Regions from separate parts of the Sus scrofa genome. Here region 1 is linked to region 2. A link is a contact called in public Hi-C data. All regions are on one chromosome and are shown on one strand. The core of a region is the stretch at or near the end of the contact, and the rest is flanking DNA. Distances in the headings are between cores, read along the strand shown. Region 1 overlaps RXRA (retinoic acid receptor RXR-alpha). Region 2 has its middle 31 kb from the start of WDR5.

Region 1 (6,435 bases), core at 2,587-5,086, 200 kb after region 2:
ACACGTGGGGACTCTTTCGCGCGCTTATGCCTCAGAGCCCACGTGTGTCTGCTCGCTGCCCTGTCCCTGGGCACTAGCTGCCTCTGAGTGCTGCTCTTGGCATATCGCCATTGGGGCGGGGACAGGGGGCCAGTGCGGGTGGCTGGGCGGGCATGTCCGTTCTGGTGGCTCCCAAATCACGGCTCGATGGTGCTGCAGGCGAGGCAGATGGGAGCTGCCCGCTCCTGTGTCTGGCTGGCCTTGCCTATGAGCCCGGAGGACCTGGGTGTCAACTCAGCCAGCCGGAGCGGGAAGCGCTGGAAAGGGGGCGCAGCCCAGGTGTGGCACGTGGAAAGGAGCAGGCCAGGGAGGAGGAGGCAGGAGGGGTCCCAGGCGAGCCCTGAGAACAGGAGCTTTGAAGGGGGAGGGGAGCGAGGCCCCCCCCCCCAGTCACCCCGGGGATACCTGCGGGCACAGGGCTGCCCCGTGGGATGGAGCAGGTGGGACAAAGTGCAGCCCCAGACCGCCCTGCCTGCGCCATGCACCGTGGGCAGGCGCTGGTGTAGACAGACCCCGGGGTGTCTCTGCTACAGGCCGTCGCAGGGCCTTTCACAGCTCGGGTGCAGAAGTGCCACCCAAGGGGGCAGCGGGGGGCAGCATTTGTTCCCCATAGAAGCCACCCCAGAGGGCACGTCCCCAGGATGTTTAGAAATGCAGCCCCTGCCTCACACCAGCTGGCACTTCCATGGTTCCCAGCTGCTGGAGAGGTGACAGTGGTGGGGGTCTGGTCGGCGGCTGATGACAGGAGGGGAACAGAGCCGCCCTGCAGTGGGGAAGGGGCCGGGGACATGGACTCGAGGGCTGTGGTGCCCGGGCTCGGCCTGAGGCTGCGTGCCCGCCTGCAGCCCGGCGGGCCCCTGGGCCGGTGGACCCCTGGGCCGGCGGGCCCCTGGGCCGGTGGACCTTGCCCCCGACGTCCAGGGCTCTGGCTCACCCCGGCTGTCACGAGGTCCCACTTCAGCCCCCAGGTTCCCAGAAACAAATCCCACGCGCAGACCCTCTTGAGTGAGAGGAGAGGAGCCCACCGCCGGGGCGGAACCGGACAGGCGGTGGCTCCCGGGTTCGCCGTGACCGTCTCAGCCGCCCTCCGGGCCCAGACCGGGCTTCCCGGGCCTCCGGGGTTCCGGGGCGAGGGCGCGGTCTGACCCGAAGCCTGCCCCCGCTTCCCCGCAGGGTGCTGACGGAGCTGGTGTCCAAGATGAGGGACATGCAGATGGACAAGACGGAGCTCGGCTGCCTGCGCGCCATCGTCCTCTTCAACCCGGGTGCGCCTCCTCCCCGCCGCCACCCGCCCCCGGGCCAGCCCCGTCCTGCCTGCGCTGCCGCCTCGGCCAGCGGCCCCTCGCCTGGGCCCTGATGGGTTTCTCCCTTGTGATGGGGGCGCAGCCGTGCTGCCCTCTTCTCGAGGCCCGCGTGAGGGTCAGACTGGCTCGGTCAGCCGAGCTCATCCTCCGTGTCCGGGCGAGGCCTCCTGGAGCCCTGGGGGTCTGGGGCTGGGTGGGGACGTCGGGGGCAGGTTCCGGGCTGCCTCGGTGTTCTGGGGGCAGGGGCAGGGGGCTGACCAGGTGGCGAGGAGGAGGGGGCGGCCCCAGGGGTGGAGGGTCCCGACTCCCTGTTCTCCGTCAGCTCCAGCGCTGAGAGGCGGGGCCCGGGTGGCCATGGGGTCCCCTCGGGGGAGAGCCCGTTTCCCCAGGTTTGTGCTCCAGCCGTGACCCTGCCCTGCAGGGCGCTGCCCTGCAGAATCTGCATTGAAGCTTTGTGTGGCTTGGCTGCTGGTTCACCCGATGGGGCCTGGGTGTGGGTGTTCGCCCAAGACAGGAGTTAGCACAGCCCCAGGGCCGGGGGAGCCCAGCTGCCGAGGAGCCTGGCAGGTTCCCAAAGCTCTTAGGACCCCCGGCCACCATGGCATTCGCTCTGGGCCATGGGCCTGTGCCGGACGTCAGGCAGCCTGGGCTGGGCTGTGTGGGACCCCTCGCCCTGGGCCTCGGAGGACCTGACAGTGGGCCTGTCCCATGGCTGAGCCTCCAGGCGCTACAGCGGCTTCAGACCAGCAATGGGTTGGTGGGGCTGCCCTGGCCTCTGGTCCCTTTGCCACCAGGAGGGACCACCTCCCCCAGCTGAGGCCAGATTTGGGGCTGTGTGAGCCCGAATCCTGATGCCCAGTGGTGGGTGCTGTCGGGGACAGTGAGGAGAGAAGCTGGCCCAGCGTCAGTTTGGGGGTGACTGCGGGAGAGGACGGAGCCCTGCCCGGCCTGGGGGCTCCCCCTGCTTCAGATGCCTGGGACTCGCCAGGACAACCCGGTCGGCCCTTGCTCCTGTGGCCTCATCCCTGGGCCTGGAGGTTTGGGCGGCTCTGGTGCTGGCATCTGTGTCCACAGGCAGAGCCCCTTCCACACTGGGCTCCGGCCCCAGGGTCCCCGGGCTCAGGATGGCCTCATGGCCGCTCTGCCCCCACCCCTGACCCGGGAGGGGCCTGGCTGCTTCAGGAAGAGACTGTGAACCCTTCTTTCGGGTCTGAGGGCCTCAGACCCAGGGCTGCAGAAGCTTGAGAGTTGACCCGATTGCTGTGATGGCCAGGAGCTGGCAGGGCAGGTCAGCCCCCTTTTCAGAGGGGGGAGCTGAAGGACAGGAGCTCAGGGACTGGGCCAAGGTCAGGTGGCCAGCGAGCGGCAGGGTGGGCCTCCCGTGCAGGGCAGCCTCGTCCCAGTGGGTCTGTGGGTTCCTGGGGCAGCTTCCCAGGGGGCTCTGACCTGCGGTCCCTGCTCCCTCGCAGACTCCAAGGGACTCTCGAACCCGGCCGAGGTGGAGGCCCTTCGCGAGAAGGTCTACGCGTCCCTGGAGGCGTACTGCAAACACAAGTACCCCGAGCAGCCCGGAAGGTGAGCCCCGGACCGACCTCAGGGTCTCCCTCCAGGCCCCTGCCCAGGCAGGGCCACCCCCAGCCCTCAGACATGCGGGTGGGTTAGAAGGCGTTGCCCCTCGTCTGTCCAGGGCCTTGCTCCTGGCCCCACGCACACACTCTCACACTTCCCTGCAGCCCCACCGAAAGGATGGGCCCTGTGCCGGCACATAGTAGGTAACGTGTCCCTGCCCAAAGAGGCGGGGCCCTGGTTGCTCGTCTCTAGCAGGGACAGTGCCAGCACACAGTAGGTGCTTTGTAGACAGGTGCAGAGTAGATGGCCGAGGCGTGGCCTGGGTGCAGAGCTTGACTCCCTCTGCCAACTGCAGGCCCTGGAAGGGCTGGAATTGTCTCTTTTCTGGGTCCACAGTGCCAGGCGCACAGCGGGTGTCTGGGTGAGGGGGAGGTCGGTGGCTTCGCGGCCTTTCAGGTCTCCTGTCCTGATCGGACCCGCTTCCTCCCAAAGGGGGTCTCCTGGGAGCGGGTGGGGGTCCCCCCCAGCCCCAGGCCTCCCTCTCCCCCTTCCCACCCCACCGACCGGCGCGCACAGGGTTACCCGCCCTGCTCGGCCTCATCTGGTTTGGTTTAAAGTGAGACTTCCCGGAGGAGGAGGGGGAGGGGAGGGGGAGGGGCAGCAGGCCCGTCTGTTTTTCCTGGCCTCCGGCCCCAGCCCATCTCGCCAGCTCAGCAGAAAACGGCTCGTTCCCTGGCCCTGCTCCAGCCTCTAAGCCGCGCTTTTGCCTTTAAAACACGGGTTGTGTTGCAGCCAAGCACGGGGCTGTCCCCCTGAAATACAGACATTGTTAATAATTAATGAGGCCCCGGGGGTCCCCGGAGGGTCGTGCGGAGAGAGCTGGCAGCACGCGGGCTGGGGACGAGGAGGGGCAGACGTGGGTGTTCCTGGAGGGACCTCTGGCCCCGTCCCCACACGGCCCTGTCCTTGGCGGCAGAGCCACTGAGCCTGGCTTTCCTCCTCCAAGAGCCCCCCAGAGGCTCCCCCATCAGTGTCCTCCCCCGAAACTGCCCCGGGGGAGGGCCCGGCCTGCAGAGGCTTCCCTCCCACCTGCCCTCCTGGCAGCCAGCAGAGCCCCCCGAAGGTGAGGGCTGGTGGGGGCGCCCTGGAGCTGGTCCTTTCTGAGAAGGGCCTGTCGCTCAGGCTCCAGGGCTGCTTCCCCCGCAGGCCTCCCTCGGCCAGCGGCAGGGCTGCGACTCAGAGCAGCCCTTGTGGTTCTCCCTCCTGCTTAAAACCCTGCCGCGGCTCCCTGCGGCCCTGGGAGGAAGCCCACGTGTTTTGACGTTGCCCAAAGCCCTGTCCAGCCCGGCCCCGTCCAGCCGCCGTCTCCCCCTGGCCCTTCCTCCGGGATCTCCGCCCCGAAGGGCTTCTTTCCAGGTCTGCACCCCCCTCTGCGCTCCCGGCCGCCGGGCCGCCTGCCGCCTTCTCTGCCCAGAGCCGTCCTGCCTCCGAGGCTCCGCTCAGGCGGCCCCCAGCCCAGCGGCGGCAGCGCCCGGGGCTGGGCGGGGGGCCGTGGCCCGGGCCCCTCACGCGGCTCGGCTCCCGCAGGTTCGCCAAGCTGCTGCTGCGCCTGCCGGCTCTGCGCTCCATCGGCCTCAAGTGCCTGGAACACCTCTTCTTCTTCAAGCTCATCGGGGACACGCCCATCGACACCTTCCTCATGGAGATGCTGGAGGCCCCCCACCAAATGACCTAGGCCCGCGGGCCGCCCTCCGCCTGGCCGCCGGCCGCTCTTCTCAGCCAGCTCGTCTGCCCCCGCTCGCCTGGCTGTTTGGACTCCGGGAGTGGCCCGTCCCTGCTAAGCCTGAGATGTGCTGCCACCCTGTTACCTTCCATTCTGCTCGTCTGGACCGGGCAGCGGCTTTCCTGGGGCGGCCGCTGGAGTGGCAGGAGCCGGCGGGAGCCCCGGCCAGGCCCGCCAGGCTCTCCCCGGGGGACGCCCGGGGGACTCACGGGTCTTGGGCCCCTGGCCCTGGAGCTGCCCCCCCGTCAGAGGGCAGCTTCGTTCGGTCACGGTTGTCGCTGGTTTGGGAAGTCTCCCGTGCGAGGTCCTCTGTGTGGGGTGCCCTGCCTTCGCGGCCCGCCAGCCCGGGCCCACCCACCAGCAGGAGGAGGGGACGGGTGGGGTGGGGGGGCGGGCGTTTCATGGAGGAAGGCCCCTCCTGGCCCCCAGGGAGAGGAGAGGGGCTCGGGGGCGGGTGGCCTCGCCTTCCCTCAGAGCCAAGGGTGAGGAGCCACCCCCTTTTCCAAAGATGACTTTCCGCTTCACCCCCGAGCCAATCAGAACAGGAGCCGACCTCTGCGCAGGGCTGGGGCCACCTCAAGGCTGCAGAGACGGGGGTCGCCCACCCCCACCTCCGCTTTCCCTTTGCGTTGTCGTGGTTTCAGCTTCTTGCCCAACGTGGGCCCGCACACCCCAGGGTGCCCCCGATCTTCCACGGCCGGCCCCTGGGCCTGGAGGGCTGGCCTGCTGTCTGCCCTTCCTGGAACCCCTGGGGGGGGCTAGGCCGACTCGGGCTCTGCTGACCTCTCAAGGCCAGAGGTCACCCCCCAGCAGGCCCACGGGGATGGAGGGAGGAGGGTTGGTCCTTGGGCAGCCGTGTCCAAGGATGGAGAGCTGGAGGGACGTGTGGGCACAGCCGGGGCTTGGGGGGTGGGGAGGCCTCGGTCCAGAGCTCTCTGGGGCACAGACCCCTGGCGGGCTCTTCGGATCAGGGCCCTTGAGTGCCAGCATCCTCAGCTGGATGCCCCTTGGCGTCCGGTCTGGGTGACGGAGCCCCGAGTGGGAGCTCCAGCAACACCTGCTCTGGCCGAGGGCCCCCCTCCAGCCCTGGGCCCTTCGCTCTGTAACGCCCCCCCCCAGGTCTCACTGCTTTGCCTTTAGGGCCTCTAACCCCGTGAACCCAGCCTTCGCCAGTAGTGGGGGCCTGACCTGGGCGGGGGGCGGGGGTTGCATCTTCCCAGCCCCTCAGGGGGAGCTCTGTCAAGCCCGTCTTCCCCCTGCCCCCACCAGAGACCCGGAGCTGGGGTGAGGGCAGGGCTTGTGCCCGCTCTCCCCGAGGCCGCGTCCCCAGGTGGTGCGGGCCCTGACTGGGGCTCCCCCGCACCCCTGGGGCTGGGTGGGGAGAGGCCGGCCTCCAGGCCTCCGTGGGGAAGAGTCCGTTCTTCGCTGTCCCAAGTCTGGCCCAAGAGGAGCGTGAGGCCTGGGTGCAGGTGTGGGAGAGTCCACGGACGCCCCCGTTCTCTTGCCCCACCCCCAGCCTGGTGGCCCAGGAGAGGCGAGGCGTCCCCTGCCCCGTGGGCACTTTCCCTGTCCACCCTCTGAGGCAGAGATGGGGCGAGCCAGGCCTGCCCAACTGTCCCTCCTCCCAGACTCTCCCCGAAGGTCTTGGCAGCCTTTGGGGGCATGGCGGTGTCAGGCAGGGTGACACAGGCGCCCTCGGGTCCTCCCTCCGGGGACCCCTACACCCAGCACCCCTGGTGC
Region 2 (6,589 bases), core at 1,813-4,312:
AGAAGACATCCCCAAAGGCCCACGGCCACCCTCTTGGAGCTTCGGGCCTGGCAGGGGGCTGGCAGTGAGCGGCTGCTTCCTGGATTGCGTTCCTGAATGTTCCAGGGGCTGAGGAAACTCATCGGGGGGGTGGGCAGGGACAGACAAGGCTGGGAGCTGCAGGCAGAGTTTATTGGGAAAGAAGCAGTGGGGCCAGGCATGGACTTCAAGGTCCCAGGCTTGGGGGGCACCTGGGGGACACCCTGGGGGGGTTGGGCATCTCGGTGAGGGAGGTGGGGGCATCGCTGCCCCACTCCGGTCATCTCCTTGCCCTGAGCTGGTGTGGGGGCAGCTCTGGGCCGGCTCGGGCCTCCCCAGCACCACGAGGGAGGGGTGATCTGGTTCGGTGAGGAAGCTCGGGGTGGGCGACGGCAGAGTGGGGGTGGGGGGTCACCTTTGGGTCACGTGCCCTAACCTGGCTTTTGGTGAACAGCAAGGGGCTGGCGTGACTGAGAGGGTCCCCTGGGGGAGGGGGAGGGGGAGGGGGTAGAGGTCGGGGGAGGCCTGGATGCGGCTGGCGGTCTGGCCTGGCTCCTTCTGGACCCCCCCCCCAAGCATCCTGCCCTGACTCCGTGACCCTGCTGTTGCCTCCAGCAGCCTCTGCTATTTCCGGCTCCTCAGCCTCGACCCCATCACGTCCCTGGCTCCCTGCGGCCCCAGCCGCCCGCAGAGCAGAGGGCAGGAGAGCCGCACGGGGCCTGGGCTTGCTGCGAAGACAGGCCCGGGGTTACGGGGCATCCTTCCTGCAGGAGGGCTGTGGGCTGCATACCCGACCCTAAAATAGAGACGGGGGATTTCCTGTCATGGCTCAACGGTGATGAACCCGACTAGTATCCATGGGGACGCAGGTTTTATCCATGGGGACGCAGGTTTGATCCCTGGCCTTGCTCAGGGGGTGAAGGATCTGGCGTTGCCGTGAGCTGTGGTGTAGGTGGCAGATGTGGGTGGGATCCCATGTTGCTGTGGCTGTGGTGTAGGCTGGCAGCTACAGCTCCAATTCAAGACCCCTAGCCTGGGAACCTCCATGTGCCGTGGGGGCAACCATAAAAAGACAAAAATAAATCAAGTGAAATCAAATCAGGGCAGGGAGGGCCCGGATCTGCTCTCCGTCCTGGACGGTGCTGGGTGGTCTTTAGTGGAGACTCTGGGGTCGTCACAGGGCTGGAGCCCCGCGGTGTCCAGGTGAAGCTCTCTGCGTTAGGCTCCCGCGGCTGCTGTAACAGAGCTCCGGTGGTGACAGGGGCCTGAAAACCACAGAAATTCCTTTTCTCCCTGTTCTGGGGGCCGGAAGCCTGAGATCCAGATGGCGCAGGCCTGCCCTCCCTCTGGAGGCACCAGGGGAGGGTCCCTCCTGACTCTTTCAGCTGCTGGTGGCCCAGGCGTCCTGGGCTCGTGGCCGTATCTCCAGCCTGTGCTCTGCCTTTGCCTTCCTGTCGTCTTTCCTCTTCTGACTTTTATAAGGACGTGGTCCTTGGACGTAGCCCGCCCCCCACCCCGCCCTCCCCAGGGGAGTCCAGGATCCTCCCCAGGAATCCAGGGGAATCTTTCGAGATCCTTAAGCTATTTCTAGTCCCCAAAAATTGCGTTCACGGGTACCAGGGGCCTATATATGTGGGGTCGCTGTTTACCCCACTGCTGTCTCCAAGCCTCGGTTTCCCGGTCTGTACGCGGGCTTGTCGTGAAGACTGGAGGGGCTGGGCAGGCTGGGCAGCTGCTGGATCCTGTGTCCAGCCCAGACTCCTCCTCCCCCCACAGTGGAGTGAAGCAGCCTCTCCCCAGAGATCAGGACCTGGGACTTGGCCCTGCTCTGCCATCAGCCCCTTGGAGACCTTGGGCGGTTGCTCCTGCGTCTCTGAAATGGGAAGATCCCTGCTGGGGGTGGGGAGCGGGCGGCGGGGGGGGTCACATCATAGGCTTTTTAGACTCTGAGGGAAGCCTGCTCTCTCTCCAGAAAGAATGCAACTCTACTGAGTTCCCGTTGTGGCTCAGCGGTAGTGAGACTGACTAGTAGCCATGAGCACTAGGGTTAGATCCGGGGCCTCGCTCAGAGGGTTAAGTACCGGTGTGGCCGTGGCTGTGGTGTAGACCACAGATGCGGTTCCGATCTGGTGTGGCCGTGGCTGTGGTGTAGACCACAGATGCGGTTCCGATCTGGTGTGGCCGTGGCTGTGGTGTAGACCACAGATGCGGTTCCGATCTGGTGTGGCCGTGGCTGTGGTGTAGACCACAGATGCGGTTCCGATCTGGTGTGGCCGTGGCTGTGGTGTAGACCACAGATGCGGTTCCGATCTGGTGTGGCCGTGGCTGTGGTGTAGACCACAGATGCGGTTCCGATCTGGTGTGGCCGTGGCTGTGGTGTAGACCACAGATGCGGTTCCGATCTGGTGTGGCCGTGGCTGTGGTGGAGGCCCGCAGCTGCAGCTCCAATTGGACCCTTAGCCTGGGAACCTCCATGTGCCGCAGGTGAGGCCCTAAAAAGCAACAAACAAAACCATGCGTTTATGTTCACGATTCCAGGGACTCACCTTCCGCAGGACCTGGGTTCATTTCAAGCCTCCTGTCGGGCCTAGGAGGAAACTGGGCGACCGCCAGGGCCACCCCCCAGGCCAGCTAGGAGGCCGAGTGGCCTGCCAGCCCCCACTGAGGGTCCTACCTGGACATGGGGACAGATACTGCTCAGGCTTCCACCTTCTGGTCTGAGTGCAGGAAGCGGGGCGGGGGCTGGGGCCAGGCTGCCGCCGTCCCAGCCCCCGCCCCCCCCCCCCCCCCCCCGGGGTGAGCAGCCAGCCCCCTGGTGCTGCCCCAGGCTCCCCGCAGGCGCAGCTCACAGACCAGCGGGCTGGCTGGTGGACGCGCTGGGTCTGCCCATCCCCCTTCCTGCCCAGTGCTCTTGTTTATTTAGCCTGGAGTAACCCCGGCTTTGCCCCTGCTCAGCGGGGAGCCAGCATCCTCTGCGCTTGGCCCGGGACCTTGGGATGCTGGGCCACGCGCTCCTCTTTCCTTCCGGGCCGGTGTCCAGGGTGGGCCCCGGGGGACCTGTCCACGCGGCCCTGTGCTGAGCGCTTCAGGAAGTAGAGTGTGGCCTGAGCGTGGCCAGGCCCTTCTTGCCTGCATTTCCCCCTCTGTAAAACAGGGTCGCGCTGCCCGCCTTGGGGGCCCCACGTATGCTCAGTACATGTGGCCCTGAGCGCGGCAGGCACTTCTGTCTGGGATGCGGCAAGCCCTCAACAGGGGGCTCCCAGGAGGGTCTCACGGGAGGAGAGGTGAGTGGACAGCTGGTACTGGCAGGTGTCACCTTGTAGAAGGAGGAGCCTGGACAGCAGAGGACAAATGAGGGGGGAACGTGGGACGGCAGGCGCCTGGGCCCATCCTCCTGGGAGGCCAGGGGAGGCTTCTCCCAAGAGGTGATGGCTCGGCCTCCATCGAAGGCGAAGGTGGAGCCGGCTGAGCAGGGGCCTGGAGAAAGAGGATCCAGAGCCCTGGCTGGCACGTGCAAAGGGCCTGAGGTAGAAAGAGCTTGGGAGGCAGAACCAAACTAGGACGAGGTGGAGCTCAGGGGGAGCCTCGGTGTCCGATTGGAGCCGACCTCGGGCCTCAGCCCCCCGATCCCAACCCCAGGCGAGTCCCCCCGACCTTCCTGGCCCCCACACGGGGGCTCCTGGCATCTGCCCCGTGGCCCAGGATCCATGGCGCCCTGAGTTCTCATCATTCCTCACAGCTCGTGCCTCCCGTCCCCCACCCAGCTTGAAGGCCAAGGGTGCAGGTTAGATGCGCCGCGTGCCTGGCTTCCCTCCTGCCGCCCTGCCACCCTCACTGGGCTCAGACTCTGCCTGGTCACTTCTGTGGTGTGCCCGCTCGGACTGCCCCTTGCATCCTGCTGCCTCCGCCCACACTGTCCTTCTGCCGTCATGACTCTTTCACACCCAGAACCCTGTCCCCACGCCCCTCTGGTGGTCACCTCTCTCCTCCGCTCCCCCTACTCAGAGGCCCCTCGCAGCCCCCCGGCCCATCCCAGTTGGCCCAGGACCCCTCCCCTTGAGCTGGGCGGCTCCTCCTCCAAGGGTGACGTCCGTGTGCCCCTCATCCTCCTCTGACTGGCCTGGCCGTCCCCTTCCTTCCTCCACACGGCCTCCGGGACCCCTCCCCACCAGGACCCCTGCCCGCCTCCGTCCCCTGCGGGCTGTGGGGTCTTCCCTCGGATGTGCCCACACTTGGAGGCATCGTCCAGGCCACCACCTCTAGTCCCATCTCTGGGCCCTAGGACCCCACACGTGCACTGGGGTGTCTGTGGGCGCCTCCAACCCAGCTCGTCCAACCGGCAGTCTCGCCCCCCCGCTGGCCTGCGGCCCCCAACCAGCTTCCCCCACTGCCCCGGCTCCGAGGGCGGCCCCTGGCTCCCGGATGGGAGAAGGCAGAGGAGGGAGAGAGCGTGTCTGCCGGCTCTGGATCCAGCAAGGGCGGGGCGGGCTCCCAGCAGGCGGGGGCTTGGCTTCGACCTCAGGAACACCTGTCGCTGAGGTGTCTCTCCAGGACACACGTCGCCCTGGGGTCCATGGAGCCTCAGGCCCGGGCCGTGTGGGGGGCTGGGGATGACCCTCCCTCCAGTTCAGTGTCCTGGGAGAGGTGGGGCACAGGCCGGGTCCCTTTCCAAGCTGCGACGAGGGACCCACGGGGCCCGGCTCAGGGGCCGGGGGTGACGCTTGAGACTCCAGCGCCACGTCCTGAAGGCCGCCTGTTAGTTCACCTGCTGAAAAGGCCATCGGTCACCCGGCAGCTTCAAGGCTGCGGACCGTAACTGAGCCGATGACGCAGCCCCAGCTCCCCTGGGGCAGGGTGGCCGGGTCGCAGCTGTGCTCCAGTTTCACCGTCAGAGACCCCGGGCCTGGCGGGTCGGTGTCAGGTGTCTCCCCCTTCCTCGGGGAGATCCAGGGCCCGGAAGGAGTGACCCGCTGACAGTCTCGCCCCCGGTTGCGGACCTGGTGCCTTTCTAGGGCACCTCTATGGGCTCCGCGGCGAGCTTTGGAACAGGGGCAAGTTTTAGTGTTTAGTTCTGGGGAAGAAAAGAAAACAGATTCAGTATACAAAAAAATAGAATAGGAAGAACAGAGCGAACATTTTTTCACTTAGAGAAAATCAGTTCTATCGTCCAGAGACCCCAACATTTCAAAGTGCATCTTTCTGCCTTTCCCGTGTGTGTGTGTGTGTGATGTATCCTTATTTATTTATTTCTGCTTTGGAAATAATTCACTTGCATTTTTTTAGATTACAGGTGTTCACGATATTACGCATCTGTCTTTGGTTTATGTCACCAAATGATCATCTCTAGGTCCATCCAGTTGGCTGCAAATGGCATTAGTTCATCCTTTTTCACAGCTGAGTAATATTCCATTGTGTGTATGGACCACATCTTCTTCATCCACTCCTCTGTGAGTGGACATTTAGGTTGCTTCCAGGTCTTTGGCAATTGTGAGCAGTGCTGCAGTGAACCTTGGGGCGTGAGTATTTTTTTTGAATTATGGCTTTCTCTGGACATATGCCCAGGAGTGGGATTGCTGGATCATATGGTGGTTTATAAGTACCTTTTTAAGGACCCTCCACACTGCTCTCCACAGTGACTGCACCGATTTGCGTTCGCCCCCAAAGTGTAGGAGGTTCCCTTTCCTCCATACCCTCTCCAGCACCTGTCCCTTGTAGTCTTTGCGTATTTAAATATCAGGATCACACGGTTCTATCGTCTCTGTCCGGTTTTTCTCCGTAGCCATCATGAGCTCCTCCACCACAGACCACGCGGGATCATCCTATGCAAAAACTTTGTAATTTATGCCCCAACCTCAACCCTTGAAACATTTTGACAGTTTTTGCCGTAACAAACACCAGCATGGGGACACAGGCCCGTGGGGACCCAGGCCTCGGAGGGAGGAGGCCGGAAGTGAGGTGACCAGGTCCTCGGGTGCCTGCATCTGACTGCGTGAAAGTCACCCCGTTTCCTCCCAGGACACCAGGCGGGGAGACGGGGGGGCCTTTTCTCTCCTCCGTGTTAATTTCAGGCACTCACGGAACCATCGCTGCCCCTTCGTTGGGGGGAGGACATGGCTGTTTTCTTATCACTTTTAACTTTTGATTTCCGTGAAGTGACACACTTCGAAACGCCTGTTGACTCTGCGTGAATCGGTGTTCACGTCCTTCGCCCGATTTCCCCCTAAAGGGCGGGGGAGGGGGTGGTAAGGCGTCTTTGTCACGGACGCCTGAGAGCCTTCACCAGCGACCGCCAGTCTCTTCCGGCCCCACATGCAGCAAGTAGTTCCCTTCCACGTTCGTCTTTTGTCCTTTGCTTTGTCGGCCACTTGTCTCTCGTGCTGGAACGTCACGTTTTTCGGGAGCCACTCAAGTCACTCCTTCCCGGACAGTGGTCACGTGGGAAGCGTGGGGGGCTGCTCGCTGGGGTTCAAGGCGGCGCTACTGGGGGCTTTCCTCCGGGGGGGGGGCAGGGGGGGAAGTGCACCAGGCCATCGACCTCTTCCTGGAAATGCATTCCGTGGTGGGACAGCTT

The links. A called contact is a pair of places that touch in the nucleus more often than the background predicts.
Region 1: a contact with region 2 is called in a Hi-C map of retroperitoneal adipose tissue, with 6 times the contacts expected there. The contact joins two enhancer-like sites. A contact is called at or near these places in 3 of 5 promoter capture datasets (fetal liver, fetal skeletal muscle and liver), 28 of 47 Hi-C or Micro-C datasets (adipose tissue, alveolar macrophages, blood and 15 more) and 2 of 2 datasets of contacts at active chromatin or transcription factors (alveolar macrophages and skeletal muscle).

What each region holds. Positions count from the first base shown.
Region 1 is chr1:273,789,540-273,795,974 of Sscrofa11.1, forward strand. It overlaps RXRA (retinoic acid receptor RXR-alpha), which reads left to right. Exons shown (of 10, transcript XM_021071603.1): 8 at 1,213-1,304; 9 at 2,813-2,918; 10 at 4,500-6,435. The coding sequence ends at 4,647. Among named protein-coding and RNA genes, the nearest start is that of RXRA, 94 kb to the left of the region's middle. Within about 2 kb of position 3,837, at least 38 of the 83 cell types and tissues checked have an H3K27ac peak or open chromatin away from gene starts, as enhancers often do. A contact at or near this core is called in adipose tissue, fetal liver, liver and 3 more, where this site is marked.
Region 2 is chr1:273,587,764-273,594,352 of Sscrofa11.1, forward strand. No RefSeq gene overlaps it. Among named protein-coding and RNA genes, the nearest start is that of WDR5, 31 kb to the left of the region's middle. Within about 2 kb of position 3,063, at least 20 of the 83 cell types and tissues checked have an H3K27ac peak or open chromatin away from gene starts, as enhancers often do. A contact at or near this core is called in adipose tissue, fetal liver, liver and 3 more, where this site is marked.